Linked DNA regions of Mus musculus: regions 2, 3 and 4 are each linked to region 1. The links are chromatin contacts, called in public ChIA-PET and Hi-C maps. All regions are on one chromosome and are shown on one strand. Each heading gives the region's core, a stretch centred on a gene start, on an enhancer-like site or on the middle of the called end of the contact. The rest is flanking DNA. Distances are from core to core; before and after follow the strand shown.

Region 1 (2,643 bases), core at 87-2,586:
GGTACTTTCATATTCAGGATATTGTTCCATCATTTTTCTTATTCGATCCGATTTTTGTTTTTTTTTGTTTTGTGTGTGTGTGTGTGTGTGTGTGTGTGTGAGAGAGAGAGAGAGGGGGGGGGTCTATTTAGCCTTGACTGGCTTGAAGCTCACTATGTAGACCAGAATGGCCTCGAACTCAGATCCGCCAGCCTCTGCCTCCTGAGTGCTGGAACTAAACTACCCTTTGGCAACTCAGATGTTTTTGCTTGTTGTTTTTCTAGACAATGTTACTCTGTGTAGCCTTGGCTGTCCTGGAACTTGCTCTATAGTCCAGGCTGGTCTAGAATTCAGAGGTCCTCCCTTTGCCTCCTGAGTGCTGGGATTAAAGGTATGGTGCCAGCACTACCTGGCTCATGTCGGTTTTTAACCTGATGGACTGGGGTCACCTTGGCCTCCCTTTTTATTTATTCATTTGTTTGTTTTACAGGAAGGAGTGAGAAACCACCCTCTCTGAAGACAATTATTCCTCTTACTGTTTCAACTTTTATGGGTGGCCAGTCTGCAGGGGTCTGCCGGCAGCATCCCTTAGAGAGCTCGCACATCAGTTTCAGGTGCATGGATGTGAGTCTATGAATGGGTTTTCATCTTAAAACAGTTTCACGTCATTGTAAACTTTGGTCAAGAAAACATCACACCCTGTAATGCTGAGTTAGCCAGACTCTCCCAGGAGCATACCAGGCGGGCTGTTTCTGTGTAGAAGTCTCAAGCGCCACTTAGCACAAATGAAGTATTTAACGAACGGGAGGCAAGCTACCTTCCATCTAGGATGGTCTCGAAGTCCAAACAAATGACATCTTATTCTGCCAGGATCTGGTTCTTGGTCCTGCACAACACTGGGCAGGCTATTTTGGAACCACCATACATACATCAAGCTGGATTCAGACTTTGCCATCTCAAGGCTGCGCCACCATTGGCAAGCATTCTGCTCGCTTCTGCATGACAGGATCGACAGGATCCTGCCTTACTGGGTTGTTTTAACGGCTTAATGAAATTCTGCACAGACATAGCTCATCACGGGACCCACCGCAGCAGGCGAGGAAAAGGAGCTTTGGCGGGAAAGAAGGGGGTGGGCACAGGGTGGCGGAAGGGGTGAGTGCAAGAGCCGTGCTTGGCCCCGTGGGGACCCAGAATTGCTAACAGGACCTTCCTGGAGTCCTCATGGGGGAAACCGTGCTTCTCCCCAGCAACCGGGGACTTGCACGCTGTCAGTGGGCTGCAGAAGGACTCGCGAGTCCAGATACTTTCCGACTTCCTCGGGACACGCCCCGTCCCGCCCCGGAAGTCGGCTCGGGCGGATTTGGCGCGCTTTTGAAGTCCCGGGAGTTTAGGTCGAGGACACACCCCTCTCCGTGCTGCGAGATGTCCCCGCCGAGCGCTTCCCGGAGGACCCGCGAGGAAGTGGACGCGACGCTGCAGGTTGCCAAGCTGAACGCCACCGAGCTGCTGCCCACGGTGCACTGCCTGAGCTTCAGCTCCGGGACCGGCGGCGCGGCCACCGGCGACTTCTGCCTGCTGGAGCTGGAACCAGCACTGTGCCAGCAGCTGGAGGCCGGGGACAGGTGAGCCGGGATGGTGGGGCTCGGGAGCGCCGATTCCCCGGCCTCAAAGAGGCCGCCTACCCGCCCGGCGTAGCCCGGGGAACTCGGAAGGAGGAACTGGTGCAGAGAGTTGCTTTGATTGGGCCCGTACAGGCCGATGGGCGGGTCCTCAGCTTGCTGTCATCTGTCAGGAGGATTCAGCATTTGCTAGACTGCCTTGTTAGCAGGACTCCAGGGAATTTAGAGCCAGGTGTCAGCGGGGGAGTGTCAAGAAGGAAGCTCCAGGGAGCTTTGGAGGGCTCAGTACTGATGCCAAGTACTCCACAGAAACACTCGTTCAATCTCAGAATGTAGTAGCAGTGCCTGTAGAGAGAGTTCTTGGCTTGCCACTTGGGTTTCTTCTCCTTGAACCGCAGATGGGACAAACGAGACAGAAGTTTAAAGCCTAATGCAGACTGCTGCGTGTAGCCCGGGGGTTGGTTGGGGTCACTTACTGAAGATCTGGATCTGTTTTTAATTCCGGGTCAACTACAAAGTTGCTGCCAAGACCTTGGATTTTAAATCCTAGGCTGAGATCATGTCTTTTATGGCAAGCACAAAGCTGAGTGACTGAACTGCAAGTGGGCAAGGCTCTTACTCTCAGAGCTCCCCCTCAGTGACATACTTCCTCCAGTAAGGCTACACCTCCCAACCCCTCCTCAGATAGGGCTGTGGACTGGGGACTAAGTGTTCAAATGTCTGAGCCTGTGTTTGGGGGCGGGGTCCTCTTTCAAAGCACCACACTCCCAAGGTTTAATTTTAAATCTAGAAGCCACAGGATTTGGGACTTATTTTTTCTTTCTTTCTTTCTTTTTTTTTAGATTTATTTATTTATTATATGTAAGTACACTGTAGCTGTCCTCAGACACCCCAGAAGAGGGCATCAGATCTCTTATGGGTGGTTGGGAGCCACCATGTGGTTGTTGGGATTTGAACTCAGGACTCAGGACCTCTGGAAGAGCAGTCAGTGCTCTTAATCGCTGAGCCATCTCTCTAGTCCCCGATTTGGGAGTTATTTAAAGTG
Region 2 (2,643 bases), core at 75-2,574, 430 kb before region 1:
AAGCCAAGACTGCTGTGAAGAGATTAGAGTCTCTAATGGCTTCATCTTTTGTAAAAACTGAAAGTCTTTGAAGTAACACAGTATTAGACCATTTGTTCTTACCTAACTCATCAAAAACACACAGACTATTCGTCTTGATCGTCATCATTAAATGTCCCAGACAGAGGAACCGGACAGAAGACTGTTATAGAGCAATGTATCAGCTTTCCAGCTGCTTAAATTGGAGGAGTTCTCCCAGGGGATTCTAGGTTCAACTATGTGGATATCCCTTGCATTATTGAGCAATTCCTACTCCTTGCTGGCCCTGTTTTTCTGTGGTAAATTTCAGCTGGGACATAAAGGTTTACAGGCTACATGCTCTCTGGCTTCCTTCATTACACCAGAAAGCTACTTATTTGCCTGGGTCATCCAAGGCACCCACATACATGATGCCGGTTGGATCATTTGTTAGCAAGACTTCTTCTCTCTAGTAACAGAAACCAAAGGCAGCAATGAAATCTGCAGAAGGATAGAGGGGGAAAAAATGTGACTCAACAGACACCCTGCTTTTTCTGAGTCTTCTCCTGACCCAGACAGAACCTAAGTTAGGTTGTAAATGAAGCCACCCAACTTTCTTAAAATGGTTGTTAGCAGGGTCAGGCAACTGAGGAGTTGGGTCTCACACAAAGATATGGCTTTCATTCTTTCCTAGTTCCAACCAGCAAATAGAGCCGAACAGGGGATCCTAGTCAGACCTAGGTTTCCCTAGGAGAATTCTTTCAACTTAAGAGGCTGGGAAGGTGACAGATACAGTGCTCCATATTGATCCTCTTTCAGGTTTCTCGGTTTGGACATTCAGCAGTGACTACTGAGATGTGCTTTAGATGAGTTAGGTGAGAACAAATGGTCTAGTATATAATAAACTAATAGAACTCAACTATTTTTTTTAACACTTAAGAGTTTTCCTTTGGAATAAAAACAAAAGAAGTTCTAGTTTAAGGTCTAGAGTCTCTGGGATTCAATTTAATTTCCTCTTTACCATCTAGAGCAGGGGTTCTCAACATGTGAGCTGTGGCCCCCTTGTGGGTCCAATGGCCCTTTCACAGGAGTCACCTAAGACCATCTGCAAACAAGGGTATTAAATTATGACTCATACAGTAGCAAAATTGCAGTTATAAAGAAAATACTGATATGGCTGGGGATCCCCACAACAAGAGGAGGTGTATTAAAGGGTGGCAGCATTGGAAGACTGAGAAGCACTGCCTTAGAGGTCTTCAGGGATGTCTTAGTACAGACAGGATGTCTTCTACACAGAGGAGGGCGTTCTGTGGCTAACCACTGTCTTAACCACTGAGGACAAAGGGATGAAGGAGTGAGAGGTAGAATAAATGTTTAGCTACAGGACCACAGCTGTTCCTTTTGAGATCGACAGTCAACCAAGACCACAAAGGCTGACAGTGACGTTCAGAAGTTTCAGAAGTTAAAAGAATCCACACATGGTGTTTTAAGTTTTTATTTGCTTATAAAAAAAAGGATAAAAACAAGTCTTCAAAAACATATCTGCATTTACAAAGCAATCCCTGTAAGTCGAGGAGAGGCAAGCCCTGAAACACACTCCTGGACAAATGATCTGCCAAAAGATGGGTCTTTTCTGCATCGGAACTGGAAGGAAGTCATTATTTTATACGAATCAAGACTACTGGAAAACAGACTCTATGGTTTTGTTTTTAATTACAGAATCGAGAAAGGCTATATTCTAGCTCTTATTTCTGAACACCCGTGAAAACCAGTTACTGAGTAATCTATGAGTTAGACAGATCAGGTTAAACAAGTAGGAGGTAGTTTCCTCAGTGATGGTGTTATTCAATTACCAGCAAGGTCACTGACATGGGTACAGGGACAGTGGTATAAACTGGGAATCTCTGAATTCGCTCTTCTGCTGATAGGGCCCCAAATTCCCTCTGATATAACCACGCTTCTCTTATTAATTTTACAACTTGAAATGATGTAACAGAGAAGACACTCCAGGGTGTATCCTTCTCAGCACTCTTCATTGGAAGAAGTCCAAAGTAACTGGTGTACAGTTAAAACAGTGTCACAGAAAGGGGCGGTTTCAAAACACAATTTTTAAAAAACGGTAATATTGACGTTATCCACAGAGGAAATATACCCCATACCATCAGCCCTGCCTCCCTCTGCAAAGTAGAGGACAAACCACGTGACAGCATTTGGTAAGTGAAGCTCCAGAAGAGGGCCTGCCCCTGCTCTTCAAATGTCTCCTGAGGTCATCAGATGCCTGCGCTCCACAGATCCATGGCCTCCTGCTCGTCCTGGACCGGTGTGAACTCAGGCTGATCAGGATGGGACACTAAAGAGGAAAAGTGGGGGTGGGGTACTGATGGGGCCCAGGAACCATAAATGGATAATCTCCCCTATCTGGGTCCTTAGGGACACAGATTTGGTCAATAAAGCAGAGAGGTGCAATGTGTGAGGAGAAAGCACTCACTGCCGAGCCTGCTATGCCGCTTCCCCAGGAGGCTTTATAGTTGTTAAAAGGAGGAAGAGAAAGACAAACTAAACAATGGAGTTAGAAAACTGGAACCATGGCCAATTGCTTAAATACCGGATGTTTTTTATTTACAAAAGAAACCCTGAAATACAGTA
Region 3 (2,643 bases), core at 92-2,591, 300 kb after region 1:
AACTAAAAGCATCATATAGGCTAAGCAGTCGCAGTCCAGACTCTTGCTTGTTTAGTGTATAACCATCAGTGAATTGCTCTTGGTCATCTGTGATTCCCACCCTGTGAAGGTAGACTTATGGGGATGACATCACCCTGCAGAGGTCATGAGGAAGAGTTGTATGATTTTGATAACGTGTACAAAAAAGATGTTATGTACTAAAAACATTTTACTAATGTTATTTTTAATCATAATGAAATACTTTTTTATGTTTGTAACTTGTTCTCATGTCTATTCCTATAGTCAATATTTTCCCAAACCAATTCATCATGATTCACTTCTGATGCAGTTAAGTGACTTGATTTAGGTCAGCCAGGAAGTTGAGTACCAAGTTAGGAGCACCAAAATATGAACACAGTTCTCTGTGATTTCAAGGCTCACAGCATTAATGGAGTACTGTCTAGAAGTGGAAATGACCATGTTTTAGCTGTCTAAAATTCCTATCTCTGAACTATAGTAACAATGAATAAAAACTGATTCTGTAGGATAATTCTAAAATCATGGATGTTCTCAACCAGGGATAGGTGTGTGTGCATGTGTGTGTGTGTGTTTGTGAGTGTATGTGTGTGAATGCATGAGTGCTGGAGTGCTGTGTAGTATTAGGGATAAGGTGTGTTTGATGTGATATAGTGACGATATTGTATCTGTGTGTGCTAGATATGGTAAAATAAATGTTAAAAGATGAGTTATGCCTGGACAAGCTGGATAGGAAGGATGAAGATTAGAAGATAAGAAGAATCTTCTTTATCTGGGAAGGAAGGCCTCGGCGATGTCGTTCTAGATGTAGGGAGTTTCTTCCACTTTGCCAGAAAAGGGAGAGTCTGGCTGGATAATGCTAGGGCTGGTGTGATCAGCCAAGTGCATAGCAGGAGTCTATAGTTGGTGAGGTAGAAGGCTATTAGATCAACATTTGTTCTTTAGAAATGTTCATTTGTTATTCTTAGGAGTGCTTTTTACTTCTTCTCCAGAAAACCACAGCTCTGAGTATTACTCTTGAATAATGCCTAACACTCATTTGGCAATGAGTTAGACAGACTGCTGTTACAGATTCAATAAAAAACAGCTTTTTAAAAAACCCTCACACAGCTGCTTGAGGAAACTGATCTCTTTACATGTGGTCTCATCTCCAAAGAAAAAGGAATTAAAAAAAAAAAAAAAGAGTCATCTCCCCAGAGTGGGGAAAAGTAGACATATTTTATTTTGGGTCAAGATTTCATTGACCAAACACCCAATGTTACCAAAGCAGAAGCCCGGTCACAGTAGCTGGAATTCAATAGCTGGCTAATTTTCTTTTCCACAGTTCCCTCAGTGTCTCCAGCTCCACCCTTTCCTACTTGGCCTGTGTTTACAGAGCCTTAGGCACAGTCATGCTGGTTGATTTCATGTAATCATGGTTAAAGGGATCAGCAGCCTGTGTCTAGTTGCCTGGTCAGTCGCTGTTGACTGCTGAGCACTCTGACAGGATCATCTGTGGCCAGGGAGAGAGAATGACATGAAACTAGGCATAAGACCATAAGATGCCATTCAATGTTTGAAGAGAGCGAATGGTCTACGAGCTAGATTACAAAGTCTAGTGCATGAGTACAGGCAGTGAGGTTATATAGGGACTGTGTTTTGAGGAGCAATTCGTCTTTGTAAAGAGAAGCATCCATGGGTTGACTTCAGAAAAATCGGTGCAGTTCAGGAGGATGAAGCTTGGGCCTCTGTCCCAGAAGTAATAGAAATCTAGATGATCTTTTGTTGTTTTGTTTGTTGTTGTTATTAAAGAAAATCTCCAGAGTTGTTATGTTGGCAACTAATTTAAGGTATGTATTTTAATTGTGTTTCTGTAAATAAAAGACATATGTACATTGCATTGCACACATCGTATAGGAAACCACTTTGTAACTTCCAAGGGCAGAGAGATGAGAAGAACAGCAGATACAAAGCAGTTCGGTGAGTGTTTTGATAGGAGAGGCCTAGGTGTCCTTTAAGACTAGTGGCAAGGCCAGAATACGCTGACTAAACAAAGTGGCCTCCAACTTGACCAGAGCTGGATGGGTGAAAGGCAGTACAGTGAGGCAAACCCCAAAGGCTGAGACTGGGGAACCATGGTTCACAGGGTGTCTTAGTCAGTGTTTTAACTGTGACAAAACACCATGACCAAAAAGCAAGTTGGGGAGGAAAGGGTTTATTTGCCTTACACTTCCAGATCATAGTTCATCACTGGAGGAAGTCAGGACAGGAACTCACTCAGGGCTGGAATCTGGAGGCAGGAGCTGATGCGGTGGTCGTGGAGGGGTGCTGCTTACTGGCTTGCTTCCCGTGGCTTGCTCAGCTGCCATTTTCTAAAACCCAGGACTACCAGCCCAGGAATGGCACCACCCTCAATGGTGCCCCATTGATCACTAATTGAGAAAATGCCTTCCAGTTGGACCCAACTGTGGTTCCTTTCTCTGTGATGACTCTAGCTCGTGTCAAGCACACACACACACACACACACACACACACACACACAGAGGCACATACACACACACAAAGGGCTGCTATTTACAATTAGGCAAATGGAGTCTATGGCAAGTTGATTTCTGCCTTTTGTAATCAAAGAATATTGAGATATTAGTA
Region 4 (2,643 bases), core at 47-2,546, 290 kb before region 1:
TAAATAATTGTTGTTTTACGATTGTCTTGTCTTGTGATTCTCTGAGTATGTACCTGATGTGTGTATGTATGTGTGTATGCATGTAGTATGAGCATGTGTACTTGTCATCATGCCTAGTGAAGGGACTGTCAGGATTCAGACGTTCTTCTAACTTAAAAGGAGATTAATGTTGAGGGGAAATGCACTGTGATTCTCTCACTATTCCCCTGAGGGAAAAGAAGCCCCTGAACTTCTTCTCCATTCTGACTAACAAATTTGGCACAGCTCTTGGTTCACAGTAGATATTTACTAATACATACATACATGTGTGTGTGTGTGTGTGTGTGTGTGTGTGTGTGTGTGTGTGTGTGTGTGTGTATAGGTATATACATATACATATTTGTTGAATGAATGAATGAGTCTGCCTCCTTCACCACCACAGTTACCCTCTCTAAAACATGCAAGACATTTGTAAAAATCCATTCCATACACACAGCTGGAAAGCTGCAGCTGCGGCAGCAGCCTCTCCCACATACATGACAGGCACTTCCTGCGACCCAGTCGGGGTGTCTATCCACCCTGATGAGCCCAGTTTAGGAATAAGCCACCTAAGCGAGGCTGTTCATGTTGGAAGTAGAGGAGGATTGAATACGCACATGTGGTCTCTGCTCCCCGCAGGCCTTCACTAGCTGTGTGGGCAGATACTGCAAACACTGCTATCTGGTACTCAGTTGAAGACATCAAGTTTTTCAACACTGTGGAAGATACACTCCCATCCACCACCACCTGTGGAAAGAACCATTTGAAAGAAGATAAAATATCTCACATGCAGAATGGAGACAAACAAGGAAATATATCTCCAGCAAGACCATCTCGCTAAATATTTTATTATTTGTGCAAGGTCTTCATTTCCACTCTAGGGATCAATTCTCCTTGTCTCGGTGCACAAATGGATGCACTTCTATGGAATCCATCCGAAGTTGTTTTTTAATTCGTATATAGTGCTAATTGTGTCATTTCTGGGATATTATTATCCTGGTCACACTCACATGACTACAGCAGATATAATTTTCCCCAATGGCACTTTGGGAAACATTTAAAAGGTTTGCTAGTCATGAGAAAAATAGAGCCACTGGAAAGATTATGGCTTATTTTTCTCTTTGGACCAGATGATTTGAAAGTCCATGATCAATTTCTGTAATGCTTGAAACTAAAACGAAGCTCACAGATTCTGCCTGGGTAGAGAAGGACATTGTGAAACACTGTGAGGTCAATCAGAGGTTAGAACAACAAAAGGAAGTGGAGATTTCATCATGTCTTCACTCCATGAATCACTGCATCCAGGCAGGGAAGGAGAAGGGCCCCGCCACTGGCAATAGGTGCTCTCTTCTAGACACAGCTAGCCACGATGGAAAACACTGGCCACAGCTGCTTCAAGAAGGTGTTCCATGGCCCTGATCTCTACAAATGTCCAGGAAATTCCAAATGCCAGAGGACTGGCCCACCCTATTAACCCCATAATTTGGAACATGCAGTCTTCACTATGGCAGAAACCCCTCGCCACTCCCAAGATAAACCAAGATGCATGGAAACCTTTCAGCTTAGAACTTGTTAATTAGGGGAAGAAAAGTAAACTAGTTTCTAAGTGCATACTTGATCCATTCTTAGGATGACTGGATGGCAGGATGAGAAACGGTGTGGATACAATGTGAAGAGACAGAGCAACAATACAGACATGTAGAAATCTATTTCAAACCACTTAAACTGTTTAAGCAGAAGGATGCCCTACACAAACATGCCTGCTTCATCCCCACTAGAAAGACTTTAAGGATTGGGAAGTCTAGAAAGATTGTCATATTACCTCCTCCGGCTTTCCGCCTCTGGTGGGATAATACACAACTCTGTATTTTTCCACTTTTCCTGGGGACTGAGTCCAGTTAACCATAAAGCTCCTGGCAGTGACTTCAGAAGTGATCAGCTCTGTAGGTGGCCCGATGGTGGCAAGGGCTGAGGCTAAATGAAAGAAATACACTAAATAAATCTCATTTCCCAAGTTATTTCAATGAACGTAAGAAAAGCCACTAAGCAGCAGTGACTCTCGAAGCTATGGTGCCCCCTAAGAGTCTGCTCTGTGGAAAAGTTGGTTCCATTATTAATTCTTGTGCTCATTCCTTCATTCAAAACATTTACTGTCCATTAGAAACCATTCATTGAAGTAGATTCTTAGTAACCAAACTGAAATAAAACATAGTCCTTAATTCTCAGAAACTCTGACAAGGACTGTTAATAAACAATGAAAACAGGCACTTAAGTGAGTGGGCACACATCCAAAGATGCTCTTCTGGGTGTCTTAGAGGTGCCATTTAATTCTTGGCAGTTACTAATGTTGCCCATGTTTGTAGATGAGAACGGTAAGGCAAAATAAAGGCAACGTACAGCCCACATCTAAGGGGGAGCAGCTCTCAGAGCTGAGAATGCATCAAGCTTCATACAAATACTTCTCTGCATCAGAGGACGTGGCACCTACACTGAAGATGTCCTGCCAACAGACAATCAGTATCTAAACGTAAAAGCACTCAAAGAAACCGACACATACTGAGTAGCCAACCACTCTGTGCCAGACATATGTGTGCCATGTGCATGTTAAATGGTTCTGTAATGATT

What was found. Hi-C and Micro-C count contacts between places; a contact is called where the count stands out from the background. ChIA-PET counts read pairs in DNA pulled down with a chosen protein or histone mark.
Region 2: an RNA polymerase II ChIA-PET map of effector CD8 T cells shows a contact between it and region 1, with 7 read pairs. The contact joins the enhancer-like site here to the promoter of Dscc1 in region 1. A contact is called at or near these places in 11 of 39 promoter capture datasets (the C10 cell line, the HPC-7 cell line, cranial neural crest and 8 more), 9 of 484 Hi-C or Micro-C datasets (ECoMG myeloid progenitors, bone marrow-derived macrophages, cumulus cells and 5 more), 9 of 115 datasets of contacts at active chromatin or transcription factors (the 230-238 cell line, the SCID.adh cell line, effector CD8 T cells and 5 more) and 2 of 9 other capture datasets (adipose tissue and embryonic stem cells).
Region 3: a contact with region 1 is called in a Hi-C map of uterus, with 3 times the contacts expected there. The contact joins the enhancer-like site here to the promoter of Dscc1 in region 1. A contact is called at or near these places in 5 of 39 promoter capture datasets (the 3T3-L1 cell line, 3T3-L1-derived adipocytes, cranial neural crest and 2 more), 1 of 15 datasets of contacts at CTCF or cohesin (the NIH/3T3 cell line), 11 of 484 Hi-C or Micro-C datasets (the AML12 cell line, the Ba/F3 cell line, brown adipocytes and 5 more) and 1 of 115 datasets of contacts at active chromatin or transcription factors (embryonic stem cells).
Region 4: a contact with region 1 is called in a Hi-C map of bone marrow-derived macrophages, with 5 times the contacts expected there. The contact joins the enhancer-like site here to the promoter of Dscc1 in region 1. A contact is called at or near these places in 2 of 39 promoter capture datasets (the C10 cell line and macrophages), 1 of 15 datasets of contacts at CTCF or cohesin (the NIH/3T3 cell line), 2 of 484 Hi-C or Micro-C datasets (bone marrow-derived macrophages and peritoneal macrophages) and 1 of 9 other capture datasets (adipose tissue).

The regions. Positions count from the first base shown.
Region 1 is chr15:55,089,184-55,091,826 of GRCm38.p6, reverse strand. Dscc1 (DNA replication and sister chromatid cohesion 1) reads left to right here and starts at 1,336. Exons shown (of 9, transcript NM_183089.3): 1 at 1,336-1,601. The coding sequence starts at 1,402. The region is part of intron 2 of Gm41325 (a long non-coding RNA gene); the gene reads right to left.
Region 2 is chr15:55,519,637-55,522,279 of GRCm38.p6, reverse strand. Col14a1 (collagen, type XIV, alpha 1) reads right to left here. Exons shown (of 48, transcript NM_181277.4): 48 at 1,477-2,347. The coding sequence ends at 2,268. Among named protein-coding and RNA genes, the nearest start is that of Mrpl13, 36 kb to the left of the region's middle. Within about 2 kb of position 1,324, at least 26 of the 459 cell types and tissues checked have an H3K27ac peak or open chromatin away from gene starts, as enhancers often do. A contact at or near this core is called in the 230-238 cell line and effector CD8 T cells, where this site is marked.
Region 3 is chr15:54,790,184-54,792,826 of GRCm38.p6, reverse strand. No RefSeq gene overlaps it. Among named protein-coding and RNA genes, the nearest start is that of Ccn3, 46 kb to the right of the region's middle. Within about 2 kb of position 1,341, at least 17 of the 459 cell types and tissues checked have an H3K27ac peak or open chromatin away from gene starts, as enhancers often do. A contact at or near this core is called in 3T3-L1-derived adipocytes and uterus, where this site is marked.
Region 4 is chr15:55,378,849-55,381,491 of GRCm38.p6, reverse strand. Col14a1 (collagen, type XIV, alpha 1) reads right to left here. Exons shown (of 48, transcript NM_181277.4): 10 at 1,841-1,992; 11 at 636-765. Among named protein-coding and RNA genes, the nearest start is that of Gm52209, 28 kb to the left of the region's middle. Within about 2 kb of position 1,296, at least 58 of the 459 cell types and tissues checked have an H3K27ac peak or open chromatin away from gene starts, as enhancers often do. A contact at or near this core is called in the NIH/3T3 cell line, adipose tissue and bone marrow-derived macrophages, where this site is marked.